Regions from separate parts of the Rattus norvegicus genome. Here regions 2 and 3 are each linked to region 1. A link is a contact called in public Hi-C data. All regions are on one chromosome and are shown on one strand. Each heading gives the region's core, a stretch centred on a gene start, on an enhancer-like site or on the middle of the called end of the contact. The rest is flanking DNA. Distances are from core to core; before and after follow the strand shown. Region 1 holds the start of Jade1 (jade family PHD finger 1). Region 2 has its middle 120 kb from the start of Jade1. Region 3 has its middle 70 kb from the start of Jade1.

Region 1 (3,778 bases), core at 916-3,415:
AGTTGCAAATCAAACGCTCCCTCGCGTCCGCACGCCACTTGCGCCGCTGCAAACGGCTACGCCGTCCCTCCCGGCCTCCCCGCGGGCCCGGTGAGCAGCAGAGCGACGGTGGAGCAACGCGGCGGGCTCGGCTCGCGCTCCCGCCCCCAGACAGTTCTGGAAACTGTGGATCACCTCTGTCACAGGAAGCCATCCGGCGCGCAGGGCGGCGCGCAAGCAACAAACAAACGCCTGCGGCCGCCGCGACGCGGGAACAGGGACGGCGACGGGCGGCGGCCACCCCGCGCCGCGGGCTTTGTGCGGGACTCCGGCGTGGGGACTGGGCCGGGCTACCCCCGCGCGGACCCCGAGCGCCTGGGACCGTTAGGCGACGCTCGGGCAGCGACAAGGAGCCGCCTTGGGGCCGCCGCCCGGCCCCGTCTCTGCGCCCGCTGCCTCTCGCCTGCACCGGAGGGCGGGCTGCAAAAGTTGGCCCCGGGGCCAACCAGCACCTGCCCACGTGCCGCGTAGGCTCGTGCCCCGGCGTACCCAGTCCCTTCCCCCGCCGCCCGCGAGCGCCAGGTCACCTATTACCGGTGGGAGGGGAGCCCCGCTGCTATTTAAACGCCCGCGGAAGTTGAGGCACCCCCACCGGCGGTGCTGTGCACCTGCCTCCCGCCGCTGCGCTCCGCCACTTTGAGCAGCAGCGGCGTCCTCAGCCCCGCCTCCTGCCCGAAGGCGGGCGGGAGGGGGGTTGGGGGGCGGGTAGGAGGTGGAAGGTATCGAATTTCTCCAGCAAATGGGACCGTTCCGAAAGGATTCGGTTCTCCGGTCAACATTCCACATTCCATCCCTCTCCCGCATTTGCAAGCCTAAGCCGAGCCGACCCGGAAAGCCTACTGGCTACCGAACAACAGCACCCAACTCGCAAACACACTCACAGGCACCAGACACGTGCACGGGAAGGTTTTGCAACTTGCAGTCCCGGGGTGCACACCGCGTGTGCATGTGCTACAAGGGGAGCCAGGAGACCCAGAGACCCCACCCCCACAATTTGCAGATGGTGCCAAAGGTTGCAATCTGCAGTCCGTTTTAAGTTCATGATTAATAGGTACTTTGCTCTACTGATGAAGTCCTTCCCAATTTCACCGATGAAGTCTTACACTTTACAAGCAGTCTCGCTGGAAGTAAAAGGTCTCATCATTGGAAACCCATTCTAGAAAAATCTAATTGCCAAGCGGTCCCTTCATCCCCTTCTCACTGCCCTTGAATTGATGCAATGAATATGTTGGACATGTGGTGACGCGGTGACAAGAACCAGGGCTGCGGCCACTTCACACAGATGTACCACCCTCACACCTATGTTTGGAAAAACATACCCTCACAGCCTCCTTCCCCACACACACTGTCAAACACTCTGGAAACATGTATGTACGCGAACCTGCGCTCTGCCATTGCCATCTGTCTACCAAGTTGCTAGCTACTATGCTTTCTTTCCACTTTCACGCAGCCTAAGGCACTTTGGCTTTTTTTTTTTTAATGTATAAACTGGGTTTCTGCTGCTGAAAACGTTGGATGAATCACCTGAAAAGCCTCATGTTCTTCGTACATTTAAAAGGAAAAGCTCTAAGCCTTCGCCCTCCTCCGATTGAAAATAATAATCGGAATAGAACTTACTGATCCGACACCGATCAATTCCCGGGCTCCGCGGCCATCCCGGCCTCGTCGCCGGCCCCCACCCGGCGATGCCCAAGTTGCTGGTGGGATAGTGCCTCGGCGCGGGCGGCCGCCTCCTCCCTCCGCGCTACAGATCCACAGCCCAATCTTTTGGCGCCATATTAATGACGTACTATATTATTTCCACTAGGCAGCGACCTTCGGCATTACATTACTCCCGAGAACTCCCGAGCGAAGCAACAAAACCATCAAATATGGCTGAGTCTCTCGGCTCGTCCTGCAGCCGCCGCGGCCGCGGCCTGAGACGCGCACCCCGACCCGCGCGCCCCCGCGCCTCCGCCCCCGCGTACCTGCTGCGCACGGGCTGGGCCTCCGCGGGCTGCACGCTGCGCCGCATGAGTCCGGGCCACAGAGGCCGCGCGGGGAGCCGGGCGAGCCCCTGCTGTCGCCCGCGCGCTCGGCCGGCCCGGCGCGCCCAGGCCCTCCCGGTAGGGCGTGCGGCTGGCGGCAGAGGAAGCGCCGGGACGCAGACTCATTTCTGGGTCACTGCTGCCACAGGGGGGAGCACTTTAATCCCCAGCCAAAAGGAGAGGGTGGGGACAGTGGGGCGGGGAGCCGCTGGTAGGGGCTCGCTCCCTTTAACTCTTGGGGTCCTGACTGCAGCTAAAGGGGCTCTCTTCTTGCACCCACCTCGGGAGCCCTCAAGGTGTCTCCTAGGAGGAAAAGGGTTTATGAAATCACCCCCTCCAAATCTGCTGTCCCAGTTCCAACTCCGGGAGACATGCAGAAATGCATTTCTTGCAAATTACCTTTAAATCAGGTCGATTAAAAACGTGGATATTAAAGCGGATAGTTTGGGAGAAATGTTTTTGTTTTTAGGCTGAATAAGAAAATAATTTGTTTTTGTAGTAACAGTTTTGAAGGAGTTGCGAATTCGAATGACAGTTTTTAGCACAAACAATCCAATTCTGGGAGGGGGAACCCCAGCTTTACCTAATTTGTATTGAACTCACAGCAAATTAGCATTAATCCACTAAAAAACAGACTTCTTCTATAAACTTTTATATTACAGAGCGTTCTGGTCAGAACTGGATATTTTTCTCCTTCCACATAGAACTGGGACTAATGCTAAAATTCGAACTTTAGACTAGTATAAAAGCAATCACCAGAGACTCATGTTGATACATATGTGTAAAAAAATGAGTGATTGTTGGTTTTTCACATACTAAAAACTAACTTTTATATGGAGAATAATTATGTTCATAGAGTCCTCAAGGACTCTGTGTTGTATATCACATTCAACATCCAAAGGGGGGAAATACACATTAAAACTCCCATTTAGAAAATAAGAACAATAATTATTAATTACAAAATCAGATATTGAACCCAAAGGACAAGATTGTGCATTGCAATCATCCATAATTCTGTATAAAACAGGTTTGATTCACAGACATCTATCTAGAACCCCAGTCTGATAAATGGGAGAATAAACCTAACTGTGCCTTTCAATTATTTTTCAGGAAACAAAGCAAAGCAGCAGCAATCCTAAATGTATGTGCTTTTTCCCCTCTCCATTTCCTTAATAAGGAGCATAAAGACTCCCTGGCATAAAGACACTCCTTGGCAGGCAGGATTTCTACTGTGCTCACTCAGTCCTGCTCAGAACAGGTGAGGTACTACCAAATGAGGACTAGAACCCTTACTAGTTCTGTGTGGCTTACAGTTCGTGCACCCACACCCACACACCCACACACACCCACACCCACGTGCACACACATGCGTGAGAAAGGGGAGGGAAGGAGGGGGAGGGAGAGAGAGAGAGACAGAGACAGAGACAGAGACAGAGACAAGGGAACCCAATGAGAATTCAAGAGCAGGCTTTCAGAAGGGATGATGGGTCTCCAACCACACTGCAATCTCATTCATCTTTCTGTGACAAACTGATTGCATCCATTCTAACTTCCAGCCAGCCATTATCCATCCTATCTTAAATAAATAAGTACTTTTTTAAAAGTACTCTTTTTGGGGGCCTGGAGAGATGGCCCAACATTACAAACACTTGATGCTGCCAAAGACTGGGGTTGTTCCCTTCAGTCACATGGTAGTTCACCACCATCTGGAA
Region 2 (3,778 bases), core at 682-3,181, 120 kb after region 1:
CCTGTGGCCTTGGCATCCTTGGCTGTACAAGGATCACTTTCCTCTGGGAAGATACTGTCTTTCTTCCAGTTGCCCTCTACTCAATCAGTGCTGGACTGGCTTTCTGATCCACGTAGTCCAGCTGTTCCTGGCTTCAGATGAGCTTTCCCAAAGAGTCCATCTGTGGGAAAACTCCATCTGCGCTTAGTGTGTCCTCCATCCTCATGGCTCTTCCTGTGAACACAGGCTAGTTATCAAATCATGGTTGCTTCATTAATGGTCAACATAGATTCTAAGCAGGGCATTGAGAGGACTTATATTTTTGTTCTGCCCTGTCTATTAATTCATACAAGAGCTCTGATTTTAATCCACTTCCTCGAGGATATAGGTTTCTATCACCCCCATTTCTAATCCAAGTGTTATAGGGCAGAGACTTGTAGGACGGAGTGTTGAAACTGGCAGTATAGTCCAGCAGTAGAACACTTTTCCAATATATTCAAGCTCTTTTGTTCTCTGTTTAGTATATGCATAACACACACACACACACACACACACACACACTCAGAGAGAGAGAAAGAGAGAGAGAGAGAGAGAGAGAGAGAGAGAGAGAGAGAGAGAGAGAGAGAAAGAGCGCTGCTGTAAAGTCCTAGGTAGGCCTGGTTCTGTCTTGTGGTAACTGTGATAATTGACAATCGGTTTAATCTCTCTAAGCCTCAGTACATTTATCTCTATAAGGAAGCCATTCTGAGGGATACTTTAGGGTTAATGTCACCATAAAGGTTAACTCACTGCAAAGGTTAATTCATGTGTATAAAGTACCCAGTATAGTTCTTGGCAAACAGACGATACTCAATAAATATTGACCCTCTTCGTTTTCTCCTTCCTTTGTAATTAATCTATGTCTAATTCAGGATGTTGTGTTTTAGATATTGCTTGCTGTGAACAAGGGCCATGTATAATGAAACCTCACGGTCTTTTTTATGGACTTCGAGCTTCTCACAAAGTATATGGGTAAGGGAAGAGTGACTCAGGGAACGTCAGAACGGCTCTTCAGTTACTTGTTGACTGGTATTTGACAACGCCTCTCCGAAACGTCCCTCCATGCTCCCCACCTGTCATATTTAGTCATGCATTCACACCCCACTCCTAAACATCCACAAATTCAGAAATAAAACAAACATACAAAGAAATATTTCACATTCTCAACCTGTGGAAGTTTGGGTTTCTAAAATGGGAGTGTCAATTTTTCCTTTTAAATTATTGTTTTATTGTGTGTGCTTGTGCATGTGGACATGTGTGTTTATGCATACATGTGAGCATGAGTACCTGTGGAGTCTAGGAGAGGGCATTGAATCTCCTGGAAACAAATTATTTTGTTATAGCAGCCCAAACAGGGTGTGCTGTTTATATGGTCAACTCAAAGGGATCTAGACTCTCCTAGGAAAAAAATCTCTGAGCACATCTCTTTCTCAAGTGTCTAGATTGGGCTAACAAGGTGGAAGACCGACCCCAAGTATGAGGGATAACATCCTGAGGATTGAATTTCTGACTGAATCAAAAGGAGAACATGAGCTAGCATTGACATTCCTCCAGTACAGTGTAACCTACTGCCTTAAACTCCCACCTTTCTGGACCACACCCTCTTGACCTCAAGCTCAAATAGACCCTTTCTTAAGTTGCTTTTCCCTGGGATTTTTGTCACAGTTATGAGATAAGTGACTATCGAACCTGGGGATGAGAAGAGACTACCCCAACTATGGAATACGGTGACATCAGGAACACTAGTTCAGGTCCTCTGAGTTTTTTCTTGGCAGCTGCCTGCCTATGAGACTAATATCCTCAGTACTAGCTTCCACCGGCTTTTCCGTCTGACCTGGAGCAGCATGCTGTGAGGAACAGCTTGTCCACAGCCCTCAGCTTCAGGGTGTGTTCTCTGAGTGACTCAGCATACTCTTTCCCTGGATTCCAGTGTACAGACATGAGTCAATGATACAGAGCTTGATTCCAACATGCTCCCACTCTCTAAGCACTGTCAAGCAAGAAAGCCAGTATCTGCACCCTAATGAATGTTCAACTATGTCTCAAAGCAGCCAAAGAAAATTTCAGACCATGAAGGACCTCTCTCTTTTCAGAGGTAAGTTGAGTGGACCTCGGAGAGACTGAGTCACTCAAGGCGACATAAATGTTAATGGCAGAACCAGAGCTTGGAGTAAACCCCTGTGTCCTGACCTTTGGTGCATGGTTCTCACTAGAGCACCATATTGCCTCATCTCAGTTAAACATAGTTGAGAATAGATCTCTGCTGTTAGAATTCTTTGGACCTTCTCCTTGGGCTCTGACCCTCCCCTAGGGCTCCATTGTTTGTTTGATCTGGATGGACCTAGTTGTTACTAGTTGTTTGTTCTTTTATCCCATCAGGCAGTGAAGGTTGCACACCCAAGTATACCCCCAAATCCATAGGCTCCAGGAGAACTGAGGGATAATAAGCTGTGATCCCCAACCTTCTAAATCAACACTGTCTAATTGTGAGGCTGTGTTGGTTCTGTGTAGGGTATTTATACTCAGTCTGACATTCTGGGGATTTTGTAGTACCCATTAAACTTTAGTTTTTAATTTTATTTTTAGTCTTCTCTCTCTCTCTCTCTCTCTCTCTCTCTCTCTCTCTCTCTCTCTCTCTCACACACACACACACACACACACACACACACACACACACACACACGCCAAGGGCTCTGTCACTGAACTTCATCTCCAGCTCTTTCTTTTATTTTGAGACAAGGTTTCACTGAATTGTCCTGACTGGCCTTGAGGTTATGGCATTCGCGTGCTTCAGCCTCCTGGGTGCTAAGGTTACAGTCATGAGACACCGTGCCTGGATTCTTTTGGCAACATGTGACTCCTAAGTTTGAAATGTCCTAGAATGATCTAAGTGCTGTGGCAGATGACATTCCACATTAGTATAAATTTTGTCTGATTTATTTTCAAATGTGCATGTTTCCCATGAAAAACATGCATATATAGGACACTGGTTGTAGACATATTTAAATTACTCAGCCATAGAGTATATGTCTACAGTCATGAATTTCCCAACTCAGACAACGACAGAGGGATGAAGCCGGGATAGTTTCGCTCATGCCTGTCTAGTCTGTATGAGGTTCTCTGGGGATGGCTTACTGTGCAGTGCTGTTGCATGAGTGCATCCGGAAGATTTCATGTCGGAAACTTAATCTCCAGTACCATGGTTCTGAGAAGGGAGATCTTGAAGAGGTGTTTTGGTCATGAAGCTCCGCCTCGGATTAATGTCATTGTCACAGAAGTAGGTTTATTGTCACAAGAGGGAGATATAAAAGCAAGCACCCATCAGTCCCAAACTACTTTTCTCTGTTTACCTTAGGATCTCCAGCAAGAAAGCTCTTGCCAGATGCTGGCCCTGAGCTTTGGAATTCCCAGCCCTTAGAGTGAACAAATAGTCTCTCTTCTTTATATATTAACAGTCTCAATTATTCTGTTGGAGCAGCACAAAAGCAGAAGAAAGGAATAGGCAGTGTATGCAGCAGGAGGGACCCCTTGCAAGGAAGGCCAGACCTTGAGAAGCCCAGAGAACAGGCCAGGTGACTGCTTACTGGAAGGTACAGGTGACTGGAACATTCTGGGTGTGGCTCTCTCCCTCTCCCTCTCCCTTTCCCTCTCCCTCTCCCTTTCCCTCTCCCTCTCCCTCTCCCTCTCCCTCTCCTCTACCTCTCCCTCTATCTATGTATGTGTTTCAGGGAGGGAGATAAGGTAGGATGTGTGAACTCAC
Region 3 (3,778 bases), core at 574-3,073, 70 kb after region 1:
CTACACACACACACACACACACACACACACACACACACACACACACACACACACACACACACAACCAGCCTTCCAGTAAGCTGGCAAGGTGGTATATGCCTGCACCGTCAGCACTCAGAAAGCTGTGGCGAGTACATGGGGAGTTTGGAGCCAGCTTGGGCTATACACAGAGTTCCAGGCCGGCCTACACTACAAAAACAGGGAATGTTTTGAAACAGAGACTCAAGGAAAGAAACTAGCCAGGCAGGCACTCAGGGCTCACAGCGTGGTGGCTGTGAGACCTGCCACTACCTTGTTAGGTCTTCCAACTTCAGCGAGAAGCTTATTTCATGAAGTTGCTCACTCACGGTCAAGCTGGGCAAGCAGGGGTTAACTGCCCTGTACTGGGCAGCTGATGAAGGGTGATTATTGCTTTTAGTTTGGGTATTTATAAAGTTGTCTTTGATGTTTTTTTTAGCGGGGTTGGGGGAGGGAGTTATAAGGAACTTTTTTTCTCTTTAAGCTATCTATAACTCATGGCAATGATTATACCTTTGTAAACAGAAATGAAACACATTTTTTTTCCTTTGCTTGATCCTTTCCAAATTCAGAAATTCTGATTGAATATTCTTATTTCCATGGTGATCTTATTATTTGCACAAGTTCGGCGTGAACATATCCTCTTTGTTACAGACTATAACAGGAATGTGGTAGAGACATCAGATATGACCACGTGGTTATAACTTATTGCAGAACCAGGTGATGTGACCTTAGGTTAGGGTCGCCTCCCCTAGTGCACCTCCCTGACAGAGCATCCAACAGGGGTCAGAATGGTTAAGGGGGCTTGAAAGTGCATTCAGGGGAAGGGCAGTGTATATATTTTGTGCCAACTAGGAAAAGAGCATAGAAACACTCAAGAGCAAGAAAAAGAATTAGTCCCAGGCCTTGTTCTGCTATGGCTTCCTAGTGTCAAGGGACTTTGTGTGTAGTGTTTGTGTGTGTTATGCATGCAAAGGCCAGAAGAATACACACAGAAACCAACTCTCTCTTTCTAACAAGCTCGGGTCATTATGGTGGCAAACATCTTCAACCCCGAGTCATGTCTCAGGTCCCACATTATTTTTACAAATTAACCTGAAACTCACAGATCTGACTTTGTTGACTGGCTAGGCAGGGACCCTCCTGTGTCTGTCCTGACAGGACTGGGATTACAAGCTACCTTGCCCAAGGTATCCATGGATGCTGGGGGTCCCAGTTTAGGGTCTCACACTTGCATAGCCAGAACTTTGCCCACTGAGCCATCTCCCTAGCTTCTCAGGAGGTTTTTTATATATATAATCTGAATCCTTATGGAAAATACCAGCAAAGAAAACTATGTGTCTCTTTAGCGTTCATGTTTTACTAATGTGGTAACCAGGACAAATCTAATTAGACTAGATTTATTTTGCAAACAGAGTATCAGAGTAGAGTAACCACAGAGAAACTTTATGTGTCACAGGGAAATTGTCCCTGGGCTACATTGGGTCTTTCTTCCTGCTTTGAATAGGGGAGAGATGGACAAAGGTTCTCTCCTGGAATGAACCTGATGGTCAGGCTCTTTGTCAAGTTCTCTTCTTCAGCAGTCTGTGTCCAGGCTCCTAACCCACTCTCATTGTTCTAAGAGTTGAGTCATCTAGAGGCAATCTGAGTATCTAATTAAATTCCTCTTCCTGTCCTTTTGGCACCTGATAACTATGGCCTATCTTCTACAAGAATCTTATTGAGTCAGTTTAAGTAGGATCCCTTGATGTAATTTTCCATTCTCTGGCCTTTCTGTTCACATAAGCACTCACTCTTTGGGTATGAATCCTGCCCTTGTTGTGTTTGGAGGAAAGCCCAGTCTTCTCCCCACTTGTAATAATCTTGACACCTTGCACAGTGGTTCTGAACAAAGTCTTCCTTACACTTAGCATGTGTCAATATTTTCTTTAGCAGTACTTTGGGTCCCTAACCTGCACCTCAGCACTCAGTCCATCATGTTCTATGCGAACCTCTGTGACTTCCCCAGGGTAGGAAAGTGACAGGTTTCTGTGCAAGGAAGCTGGAGGTACCTGGTTCAGGATGAAGAGGGCACTTCAGAGGCCTCGAAAGCATATGCAGTTGGAAGACATCGGGAACATTAAAACCTCACAAGGGTCAATGGCAGCCCAGGCAAAATAATGGAGCCTGAAGTGGAAAAACAAAAACAGAACAAGGCGTTTGTTCTGGAGCACATGAGGCAGTCTTCTGAGAAATTTCCAGAAGTACCCAAAGGAAGATTTAACTCATTTTAAGCAAAATAAGTCAGTAATATTTTAGTTTCAAAAGGTACTGAGCGTGACACCTGTCAATCACACCTTCTGCAAAGGTGATTGATGGTTGCTGTTACTATTCCAAAATGCAAAGAGAAACAAACAACAAGCAAACAAAAACAAAACAGCTACTGCTATTCAATACTCCAAACATCAAGTAGAAATGCTTCAGGAAATTAGCAATTGTCAGACAGTGGACATACAGAAAAAAAATTTTTTTTGGTTCTTTTTTTTCGTAGCTGGGGGCCGAACCCAGGGCCTTGCGCTTCCTAGGCTCTACCACTGAGCTAAATCCTCAACCCCCACTCTATGAAAATTAAAAGCACTTCTTCTTCATATACACTAGGAAAATGCTCTACCACTGAGTTGTGAAACCACCCCCAAACTAGAAAATTTTGTGCATTGAAGGAAAAAGGCAACCTATAGAGTGGGTGAAAAATATTAGCAAGACACATGTCTGGTAAAGGATGCACATTAGACTGTATGAAAGGAATAAGGGATGGGGAGTTTGTGTTTAATGGCAGAGAGCTGGGGACAGTTGCGGAATGTTCTAGAGATGAGTAATCGTGATGACTGCATCAATGTGAATGTCCTTAGTGCCATCAAAAATTGGTTATAATGGCAAATTTTATGCTACATATGTTTTACTACAATAAAAATGCCAGAAAAATCTAGCTGCTCCAAATCCGGAATTTATTAACCCAATAAATTAGGAGATGGTTATTGAACTATAAATGGATTTGTCAATTTTTAAAATGATTTCCTTTAAATTGAATTCTTTCCTAGAGTTTTATTGTCTCTTCACAAACCATTAAACACTTGTTTAAGTGCTCAGAAAGGGCTGAGATGCAGGAGGAAGTAAAAAAAAAAAGAACAAACAAACAAACATGAGGGACCTTCCCCAAATGATGTCTGTTAGTAGGCTTCGTGAGTACTCTATTTATACAGATTTTACAAGTTTTTTATTTGAGAAGAAAAATCTCTAGATCTTACATAACACCCTGAGCTTCTTATGCCTGTCATCTAGGTTTGTTCATTTTTAACAAAATGTGCTAGTTTTAAAAGCTATCTATTTACTGTTGGGGGAGGGCAAAGGTCAAAGGACAACTTGCAGAAGTCTGGTCTCTCCCACTATGTGGGCTCTGGAGATAGGAATTCAGGTAGGTTGTCAGGCCTAGCAGCAAAGGCCTGTCTGCACTGAGCCATCTTACCTGCCTTATTTTGTTACTTCTGATGACCTATTTTAGACATTATGATTCTAGAGCTCTAAGTAACTTCAAGTATGTATCTTCAACAATGACTTTATGGCCATGAGATCAATTCAGGACATTTAACATGTATATAGTTCTACCCAATGTATAAGCAGATTCCTTGTCTCCCCTTTTACTGTAATTTATAGAAAAAGCAATTCTTTTCTATATCTAGAATTTGACCAAGGAATATGCATCGCATTTGGTTTCTGTGTTCTT

The links. A called contact is a pair of places that touch in the nucleus more often than the background predicts.
Region 2: a Hi-C map of mammary epithelial cells shows a contact between it and region 1, with 1.9 times the contacts expected there. The contact joins the enhancer-like site here to the promoter of Jade1 in region 1. A contact is called at or near these places in 3 of 12 Hi-C or Micro-C datasets (the A7r5 cell line, mammary epithelial cells and psoas muscle).
Region 3: a contact with region 1 is called in a Hi-C map of liver, with 1.9 times the contacts expected there. The contact joins the enhancer-like site here to the promoter of Jade1 in region 1. A contact is called at or near these places in 5 of 12 Hi-C or Micro-C datasets (the A7r5 cell line, kidney, liver and 1 more).

The regions. Positions count from the first base shown.
Region 1 is chr2:126,469,511-126,473,288 of GRCr8, reverse strand. Jade1 (jade family PHD finger 1) reads right to left here and starts at 2,165. Exons shown (of 11, transcript NM_001415052.1): 1 at 2,007-2,165.
Region 2 is chr2:126,346,389-126,350,166 of GRCr8, reverse strand. No RefSeq gene overlaps it. Among named protein-coding and RNA genes, the nearest start is that of Jade1, 120 kb to the left of the region's middle. Within about 2 kb of position 1,931, at least 28 of the 93 cell types and tissues checked have an H3K27ac peak or open chromatin away from gene starts, as enhancers often do. A contact at or near this core is called in the A7r5 cell line, where this site is marked.
Region 3 is chr2:126,399,461-126,403,238 of GRCr8, reverse strand. No RefSeq gene overlaps it. Among named protein-coding and RNA genes, the nearest start is that of Jade1, 70 kb to the left of the region's middle. Within about 2 kb of position 1,823, at least 7 of the 93 cell types and tissues checked have an H3K27ac peak or open chromatin away from gene starts, as enhancers often do. A contact at or near this core is called in liver, where this site is marked.